Linked DNA regions of Mus musculus: region 2 is linked to region 1. The links are chromatin contacts, called in public Hi-C maps. All regions are on one chromosome and are shown on one strand. The core of a region is the stretch at or near the end of the contact, and the rest is flanking DNA. Distances in the headings are between cores, read along the strand shown. Region 1 holds the start of Strap (serine/threonine kinase receptor associated protein). Region 2 holds the start of Ergic2 (ERGIC and golgi 2).

Region 1 (4,851 bases), core at 1,273-3,772:
GCAGTCTCTGGTCTCAGAGGAACACAGAAGGCAGGTCAGCTACAGTAGCGTAGTAACTTAGAATAGTAAACTTTTTATTACTATACAGAAACCCTAAATATCTTGTAAGATAAAGTCTTACCCCTGTATTTCCTAAGACAAAGTCAGGAGCCATAATAGGACAAGCTATTAACTAGCAGGTGATCTTCCTGAGATGGTCGGCCTCGGATTAATCTGTACCTCCTAAGACAAAGTCTTACCCTCTGCTGCCTCAAGAAGAACCAACAAGAAAGAAGATCCCACCAGGGCTGGCCCCTGGCAGAATTTCAGTCTTCTCCAAGAGCATCCTCAATTATAGGCAGAATTCTAAAATAGCCCTTAAGAGTCCAGCCCCAAGCACAGATGCTCTGTACAGTCTGCCTGTACCTTTGAGTGTGGGTAGCCTGGGATGCCTATGGTGGCATAATCACTATTTGGATGAGGTAGCCTCATATGACCAGGGCCTGGGGAAGATATTCCTGTGGTTTGACATAAGCTCAATGTCACAGGTCACAAAGAGGCATTTCTGCTATCCACGAGTAGGAAGTACCGTGCCATGCTGTGAGCATGCACACACAGGCTTCATCTTTTTTTTTTAACTTTAGCAATCACAGTAAAAACGTGTGGAGGAGCTTATACTGCCATATAAGATGTGTGTGTGTGTGTGTGTGTGTGTGTGTGTGTGTGAGAGAGAGAGAGAGAGAGAGAGAGAGAGAGAGAGAGAGCTTACATTTCCCTGCTCTATTTCAAAGACTTATTAGGCCTTTTCATTTCTCCTGCTTCCCTGTACTCTCACCTGCAGACAGAACCTTCCGTTACAACAAACCCCCCAGGAGACACTAGAGTCACAGCCTTAGAGGTAATGGCTATGCTTAGCACCTTGATTTGATCTGCAATCATCAAAATACTACTCTATTCCGTAACCGTGAACAATGACTATATATCAAGAAAAAAAAATAAAAGCAGAATAAAATAGGGCTTTAAAGAAGCCCTAACAGATGACCAAATCCCAAAGGTATGATTAACAATGAGCATAATAAGATCCCAAATTAATAATCATGGTGTGTGAATAGTTTATCTATCATGAAGTAGGCATCCACCTTCATTTATTTTCAGATAGCCTATTTGTGGAATTTCTTTCACAGTGATCTACAGAGCATTTTTGCCACCCATAGATCTCTTCATGTAGAGAGGATTTGTGTCACTTCTACAGTGTCTATTATAATGCCAACATATGCTTGATATGCACTTTAAAAGTAGTGTGTGCATGTGTGGTAGGCAGAAGTCAGTCTTAGGAGCCCCAGGAGCCATTCACTGTTAGGTTCCAGGCTGATACAAGAGGCTTTCAGAAAGGGGAAAGGGGATACCAACTCTATGCCTTTGACCAGGGTCAGACATAGCAAAGTCTGGAACCAGGCCCCCCAGAGTTAAGATTTCAGTCTGTGAGAACGTGACTTTTCCTCCTAAAGAGACTGGAGTAGTCAGTCCCAGGCCAGTGTGTGCTTGGTCTGTGGCACACATGAAGTATTCTGTGTTCCTTTTGTGCAACACTGCTTGGTTAGCTTTCTGATGACTTCGTCCCACTGTATGATAGGTTTTTCTGTTCCATTTTCCCCATACAAACAGTATATAAGATGCTGTACATCTTAATAAATTAGCTTAGCATAAGACATAGTTTTAGGGAAAACCTCCTGACCCCAACTTTCCTGTCTTCTTTATTTCTGATCCGTTCGGTCCCTCCTCTCAGGAGCCTCTCAGTGAAGAATGGCTCACTGGTCCAGATGCATCTACACTCTTTTGTTTTTGAGATGTTTTTCACTCATACTTGGAACTCACTGATTGCTATGCTGGCTGGCAGGGATTGGTATCTTTTCAGTGCTGCATTCCAAGCATGTATCACACCATGTATAGCTTTTTTTTTTTTTTTGTCGGTACTGGGTATCACACTTCATGCTTACATGGCAAGAACTTTAGCCCAGTAGACTGGGGTCTCTCCCTCCCCAGCCGCAGTGATAGTTGCTAGAGCCACTGAAAGAGCCCTTATCAGTTAGGTTGTCACGGATCCTTGCTGAGCACTAAGTGAATATTTCCCACTTGCAAATAAGCATTTGCTGGCCATCCACTAAACGCCAGTCACTTATCTGTCACCAGGATATAAATGTTGTTAGCATAACCACTCTATTAGGGAAGTCATTACTGTTTGTGAGTTGTGACGGTGTATGCCGGGAGGGGGGTGGGAAGGAGAGCGACAGAATGGTTGCTACTGGGTAGGCAGTTAGATGTGAGATGATTATGGAAAAGTGTGTCTGTAGCTTAGCAATGAGAAGGTTACAACTCTACAACAGCATCCTACAAGGGACGGACTCGGCGGCTCCCAACACTGGGTAGCAACGGGACGCCGCGCGCTTGACGTCGTCAGAGCAGCATGGGTTCGGTCTCCGAGCTCGCGCCTGCGCACACTGCTTCTCGCGCTGCTGCTGGGAACTACCGCCTTCCCGCCAGTCGTCACTTCCGGCTGACGCGACGCGTCGGGCGACGTCACGTCCTGCCGCTACCGGTAGGGACCGTGAGTGGCGGCAGGCCGGCTCTCCGGCGCTCCCCTCCCCTCCTCCCTCCCTCCCTGTCCCTCCCTTGGCGGCCGCGAGTCGCGGGGACTCTGGAGCCGGCCTCCTTCGGCGTGAGTGCGGGGGCCTCAAGCAGCCTGAGGCGCCGCGGCAGAGAAGGAGGACGACCGCGACCCTCGGTCCCCGCTCCGCGTCACCGCGCTCGCCGCCGCCATGGCCATGAGGCAGACGCCGCTCACTTGCTCGGGCCACACGCGGCCCGTGGTGGATTTGGCCTTCAGCGGCATCACGCCTTACGGCTACTTTCTGATCAGCGCTTGCAAAGGTGAGCTGAGCCCGCGACGGCCGCGGCTCCCGAGTGCCGACGGGTGGGTGGGTCGTGGCTGCCAGCGACAGCCATCGCGCTGCTGGGACTAGAGGGTCGCCCCTGGCCGGGCTTTATGCGTCCCTCCTCCCCACCGTTGTTAGTGCTCCCCAACACCTCGCCTTTCTACCCACACAACTACATTGTGTTTGCCAAGGATTTACGGGAAGAAGAAATTAGGCCAGGCCGAGAGGAGTGCCCTTTATGTCCTCTCACTCATTGTTTCATCCTTTGTGGTGTGAGCCTCATTTTTTTTTTTCCCCGACGAAAGTGTACGTTAGGTTTATGTGGTCCAAAGTAAAAAGCGGCTATCTAGATCGTTTTGACACCGCATGTCACTGGCATCCAGCCCACGGTTTTTCAGAAGTTTTTATTTATGTGTGCCTGTGTTGTCTCTATGCATGCTTGTACCTGTGTGAAGGGGTGCCCCAAGAGGAAGGCATCAGATTGTCCAGAGCCGGAGTTAGAGGCTGTTGTCAGCCTCCGTGTGGGCGCTGGGAATCGGAATCAGGTCTTGTGGAAGAGCGTTTCCCAGGTCTTTATAGTTGCTTTGTAATCCGAGTTTGCAAAGGTGATGAGGGAGGCCTCTCATTCGGTCCCAAAATTGCTTATGCTTCCCAGGAAGAGTGGCTACAACTCCTTAGTCCCTAGGTCACTGAGACCATATGCACAGACCAGGATGGGGACACCCTCCCCCACGCCCCCACGGCTTAATGGGAGTAGGGGGGAGCAGTCAGAACAACGGTTTTCCAGTAGTTTGCTGCTCAGGATTTGGTATTACGTTGCATGCTTCTAAATCACAGATGTCTGAAAATATTTTCTAGATGGCAAGCCCATGCTCCGCCAGGGAGATACAGGAGACTGGATTGGAACATTTTTGGGTCATAAAGGTGCTGTTTGGGGTGCAACATTGAATAAGGATGCCACCAAAGCTGCGACAGCAGCTGCAGACTTCACAGCGTAAGTGTAACAAAAATGGCTAACTTCATTCTGTTTGAATTTTGTGGTGACATGGCCAGATTCTCCAACTTCACAGTTAGACATGAGGTTCTGACTCCGAGGATGCTATAGACAGTACATGGTGTTTGATCTCACCACGATTCTGTCCTGGCTCTCTGAGCATCCTTGTGACTTGAGATGTTTCAAGGACTGATGTCTCTCTCATCGAGACCAGGAACGTGGTGAGCTATACAGCTTGGACAATGGGTGCTGCTGATGTCCTTCACAGATAGTCTTGAACACTTAGTGAGTGCTATACAGTGATGTCTCCAGGCACCTTTTCACTCAGCTTTATTACTGGCTCTAGATAATCTAAAACCGGACCTCAAATTTACTTTCTGTTTTCTATGGTTTTAAAGATGGCTGTCTGAAAGATTCTTAATTTTCATTAGATCCTCATTTTCTTAGTTGGGTTTTATTATTGTGAAGGTACAACATGACCAAGGTAAAGGTAACTCTTAGAGATTTAGCTGGGGCTGGCTTCCAGTTTCAGAGTTCAGGTCATTATCATCATAGTGGGAAGCATGGCAGCATGCAGGCAGAATTGGTGCTGGAAGAGCCAAAATGATCAGAAGGCAGCCAAGAGACTGTCTTTAGCAGGCAGGAGGGTGGTCTGGATCACACTGGCCAGGCTTGAGTTTTGGAACACACACACACACACACACACACACACACACACACACACACACATACAGAGTCTTCAGTCACTGTAGTAATGGATACATCGTCTCATCTCAGTTCACTTTGTCTTTTGATACAGTCTGAGATGGACTAAACCATTGCCATAATACACTTTCCCTGTTTTTACTTTGGGTTTTGCATCTATTATCAAACTGACATGATTCTCTTTAATCATTGAGGCATGTGTCATATTTTATATACTTTTTGATGTATAGTTACTAACCT
Region 2 (4,851 bases), core at 1,479-3,978, about 10 Mb after region 1:
CTGTCCATCTTCATACCCAGCTTTCCTGGCACTGCTCTTATATACATTTCCACATTGTTCCATAAAACCCAGACTTGGGAGTTTCTGCATGATGCTTCTGTCTACTGGCAGACACTGTGTTTACACCACAGTGATTTCCAATACTACATCTGGTTTGTTTGCTATCTCCCATAACTGTCCTGTATATTTAAACAAAAGTAAAACCTCAAGGATATGGTGATAGCAGCTAAGACAATACTTAGAACAACTGCTTAAGATACGTAAGAAACAGGATACAGAACTGAGGACACCACACACACCTGCTTTTCAAATTGAGTTTGATTACTTCTGCAAACAAACAAACAAAAAGGATTTATTTTGAAATGAAACTTATTTAATGAAATTTATTGGGGAGGGGGCACCTGTACCATTGCACTCATGTAGATGTTAGAGAACAACAATTTATCTTCTATTACAAATGTTTTGAGTCACCTTCTATTTATAAAATATATTTTTAAAAAAAGTCTTTGAAAACGTACTTAGTTGAAATCATAGTGGATTAGGACGATCCCAAATTAAAGACTGATGGATGTCCTTTCAAGTCTGTGTGAAGACCCAATATACAAGGGAGATGCTATACAGAGAGAGTAGAGTGACCTGTTGTCCTGGGTTGCTCAGAAGCCAGAACACCAAAGAAGCACCATGTCCCAGGCCTTCTGAGAAAACAGGGCCCTTCCACTATTTTAAGCCTCCCAGTTTACAGTAAATGGTCTAATCTTATAACTTTCTTAATGATTTAAAAAAAAAAAAGTTCCTGGGACAGCAAGTAATATACTGTACAAGCTTTGTGACCGGAAAAACACAAACCAATCAGCAAACTCTCTTGCTGGGGACTTCTTACTAGCTGTTATGACAAATCTGAGGGTCTTCAACTTCTCAGAATTCCTTCCAGATTATTATCTAAAAGGGTAGGACATATGGGCTGCCAGTTATTAATCAAAATAGAAGTGGGGTGTTAGTTGGGCAGTGGTGGCGCATGTCTTCAATCCCAGCACTTGGGAGGCAGAGGCAGGCGGATTTCTGAGTTTGAGGCCAGCCTGGTCTACAAAGTACGTTCCAGGACAGCCAGGGCTATACAGAGAAACCCTGTCTCGAAAAAAACAAATCTTCTTCAGTCTCTACTGAAGCACTTCTCTGGCTTTTTGAGGTAAGTATTACTATAAGATTCTCATTTTATTGGTGAGGAAACTAGGGCACAAAAGTCAAAAGACAAGCTGTCATTAAAACACCAAATTAAAATCTAGGAAAACTATTAAAAAGAATTTGTAGCACACACAGTCTAAAACCAACTTCTGTTTAAAAATGAATTATTTAAATGGCAAACCCTGGTGAAAATAAATGCTGTTTTGTAAATCTTTGTTGTTCATGTTCTAGACTACAGTGACTTCCTTTCAGAAGTCCTCTAACTTGCCATGTTTCTTTAATGTGTACCTCCGAAGTGAAATCAGGTGTAATACTCAGCAAAGCAGTCAAGTTTACTATCTGAAAGAAAGCTGCTTCCCAGGACCCTCACTACAAAAGCATGGAATTTCTATTTCTCAGGATCTTCCTCTACAAGCTGGAATAGTAACTTAAGGTTAACTAATAAGAAAGGTAGGCAAAGAGACCTTCCGCAAGGCAGCAGCACACTCGTTTCTTTAGGTACGGACGTACACTGGAGGTTGGAGAAGTGAAATTCGGAATTACAACTTCAAACCAATGAAGAATGCCTAATTTAACTATCTTTAATTGCTTCCGAACGAAAGCCTATCTCGAAACACCGAAACAGCTGTTACTTGCCTATAGCCTAGGGCACCGAATTGCACGCCTAAAGTTAATGACACGTTTGCCCGTAGATCTCCGAGATCTCGTCTACGATACCCACGGCGGTCCCGTATCAGGAGCTGAGCCGTCATCCCCTGGATGGGTCAACAGCTGACAAACGGGACACACACACACCACCTGCCTCGGCGTCTGCGCCCGCCCCGGCCCCTCTCTAGGCCCGGCTTTTAATTTACGGCGAGAGTGACCACGGTGCTGGCAGGGTCGCTGCTGTCCACGACAGCCTGGACGAGACAACGAAGGGCGCGGCCGATCACCGAAGCTCCCTGGCCGCGGGCGCGGACGCCGGCGGCACTCGGCAGGAACGCCCCCGGGCAGCGGAGCGGCTCCGCGGCCAGCTGCTCCGCAGAGCCGCGACGAGTACAGGCCAGTGCCAGGCCTGGGAGCCCCCTCAGCCGCGCCCAGGTCCCCGTCCGCCCGTAACCGCCGAAGGAAACGGCCCCGGCAGGGTTTTAGCGTCTTACCTAGTGGTACGGTCCCAGCCGACCGCCATGTTTCACAGAAGCCCGGGTCGCCCGAGCCCGGCGCACACGAAGATCTCGCGAGAACAAGAGCAACTCTCACGGCTGACCATGTCCGAAGGGAGCGCAAATGGAGAACTCGCGATACTTTCCGCGTTGACGGTATGTGATCTAATCAAGCGGCGCGGTCAACCTGAAAGGGGCGTGGCTACGTGGAAACTAAGTGAAAATAGGAGGCCGGTCCCTTTCCAGGAAGGGGAAGTTACCTTCCGCCTGACCCCGAGACAAACCGACTGGAACGGCGCTCCGCACTACAGACCGGAAGTGATCACCAGCCACCTTAAGGCGCCGGCCACACTGCAGCTCAGGTGGTTGAGAGGCCTCCGGCTTTGCGTCTTCATTTATTCCGGTCTACAACACCTAAACCTCCCTTGTCGGGCGTGGAGAACGGTTTCGATTATTCGGTCAGTGTGCTTAAGGATTCCCTAAAAGTAAGCTACGCAAGAAAGCCCGACAGTGTGTGCTCATGGCCCTTCACAGCACAGGACGGAATAGAGGGGCTTTGGAAAAAAAGTTGGCTCCGAAATGCTGGAGAGGAACCCACTCAAGCTCCCGTCCTACCCATTTGCTACCAAATTTTACAGGCACGCGTTGTGGTTTAAAAACAGTTTTAAGGAAAGCGTACTTATGACGAATGTCTACACAGAAAGCACTGTTTTCTCTAATCTTCACAATACTATTGCCAAGAAATACCACTATTTACTTGGTTAGTAGGTAAGGGTTTGAGTTTTAAGAGGGAGGTAAAGAGTAGTTAAGAGCTGTCAAAGAGAAACAGGCTGGGAGATCTTGACTACAGATTGACTGTGTGTATACTCCTTTACTGAAAAGAGACCCTCATCCTTCAAACCAAGGACAAATGCATGCACTCTGGTGGCAATTTAATCTCCAGACTTTCAAGACTACTCCAATTAATCATAAATTCCTATTTGACTTAAGGTTCGTGGATAATAAACACAGCCTCAAGCCAAGATTACCTAAATTAAATATCCAATCTAACTTGTTAATATCGTGACTTTGAGCATATTGCATTTCTTTGTATCTCTATCCCCTCATCTGTCAAATGGGCATAATAATGTGTTGATACATGTCTAAAATGCAAACTTACCTCACTTGTAATCTATCGGCAGCTCCTCCCTGTCGTCTCCATACCCAGGTCTACAGTGTATAGGCTGTAGCTTGGATAAAGGCAGGACTGTTGTTCATTTAGTTACACCTGATCCTTTGTCTCCAGGGCACGTTTCCTTTAGAGTAATAACGATCCCCCTGAGAGTTGGGTTTCACAACATAGCAAAACTAAATAATTTGACCCTGCTATTTTTAGAAAAACAATTTTAAAAGCTAACAAGCATAAAAGTTAATTTTTCCCGAAGAGTGAAACTTCTTAACCAATGAATCAATCATTTAGCTTCTCTGGTTTTCTTTAATGCTTCTCTTTCTTTGCTTCGTTTTGTTGTTTTGTCTGGTGCTTGGCATCAGATTTGGAGCCTGATACAAGTGAAGCTGTACCACTGAACTACATTGCCAGGAAGACCTGCCTGACTTTATAGGTTAATTTTCATATTATTGGTGGCATAATATATGGGAAACAGTCTGCTTTTTAGAGACTCCATCCCATTATGTTTCATTTATTGAAGAGAGGTTTAGGAGTAGGGTTAAAATGCTCAAACTATATTTTTATGACATCCTTTTAATTCTCCGTAGATTGGGGACAAGCTTTAGCTAGTTAATAACAAAAGAGAAACTAATATTACTCTCTAAGGTTCACATGTACCTCAAGTGGCTTTTGTGTCTTATTCTTTTTTTGTTGTTTGTTTTGTTTTTTCGAGACAGGGTTTCTCTGTGTACCCCTGTCTGTCCTGAAACTCACTCTGTAGACCAGGCTGGCCTCGAACTCAGAAATCCGCCTGCCTCTGCCTCCCAAGTGCTAGGATTAAAGGCGTGTGCCACCACCGCCCGGCATGTCTTATTCCTAACCCAAATCTATTCTTCTTTATATATGAACATCACCACCAGCCTCAAATTTGATTGGATCACAGTCTTCTGTGTTTGTTTCTTCTCCCTAGCTGCCAATCTCAGTGTTGTTTGTCCTGAAACTGTTGCCCAGCTTCTCAGCTGTACATAGAGCCTCTTTATCACAGGCTTCAGCTAGAGGTGACTACTAATTCTCTATTCATATTTTGTATTAACTAGTTTTTATTTGCCCAGACAGACTTTACCTATATCCCAGGCTGATCATGAACTTGGGCAGATCTTCTGCCTCAGCTTCCCAAGGGATTACAGGTGTGTGAAGTAGAAACTTATAGTTTCTTTGGAAAGTTAGTTATGTCAAATGATGTTTTGCTGGGGCACTCAGGTGAAAGGATGTCTTGCTAAAGCAGACATAGATGAAAGGATGTTTTCCTGAAGCAGACACAGGTGAAAGGATATCTTGCTATATAGCAAACATGTGGAAGGACCTGAGATGAAGGAG

Evidence for each region. Hi-C and Micro-C count contacts between places; a contact is called where the count stands out from the background.
Region 2: a contact with region 1 is called in a Hi-C map of CD8 T cells, with 7 times the contacts expected there. The contact joins the promoter of Ergic2 here to the promoter of Strap in region 1. A contact is called at or near these places in 2 of 484 Hi-C or Micro-C datasets (CD4 T cells and CD8 T cells) and 1 of 9 other capture datasets (adipose tissue).

What each region holds. Positions count from the first base shown.
Region 1 is chr6:137,732,560-137,737,410 of GRCm38.p6, forward strand. It overlaps Strap (serine/threonine kinase receptor associated protein), which reads left to right and starts at 2,523. Exons shown (of 10, transcript NM_011499.3): 1 at 2,523-2,907; 2 at 3,771-3,906. The coding sequence starts at 2,796.
Region 2 is chr6:148,209,646-148,214,496 of GRCm38.p6, forward strand. It overlaps Ergic2 (ERGIC and golgi 2), which reads right to left and starts at 2,729. Exons shown (of 14, transcript NM_026168.4): 1 at 2,325-2,729. It overlaps 4732416N19Rik (RIKEN cDNA 4732416N19 gene), which reads left to right and starts at 2,643. Exons shown (of 2, transcript NR_015615.1): 1 at 2,643-2,785.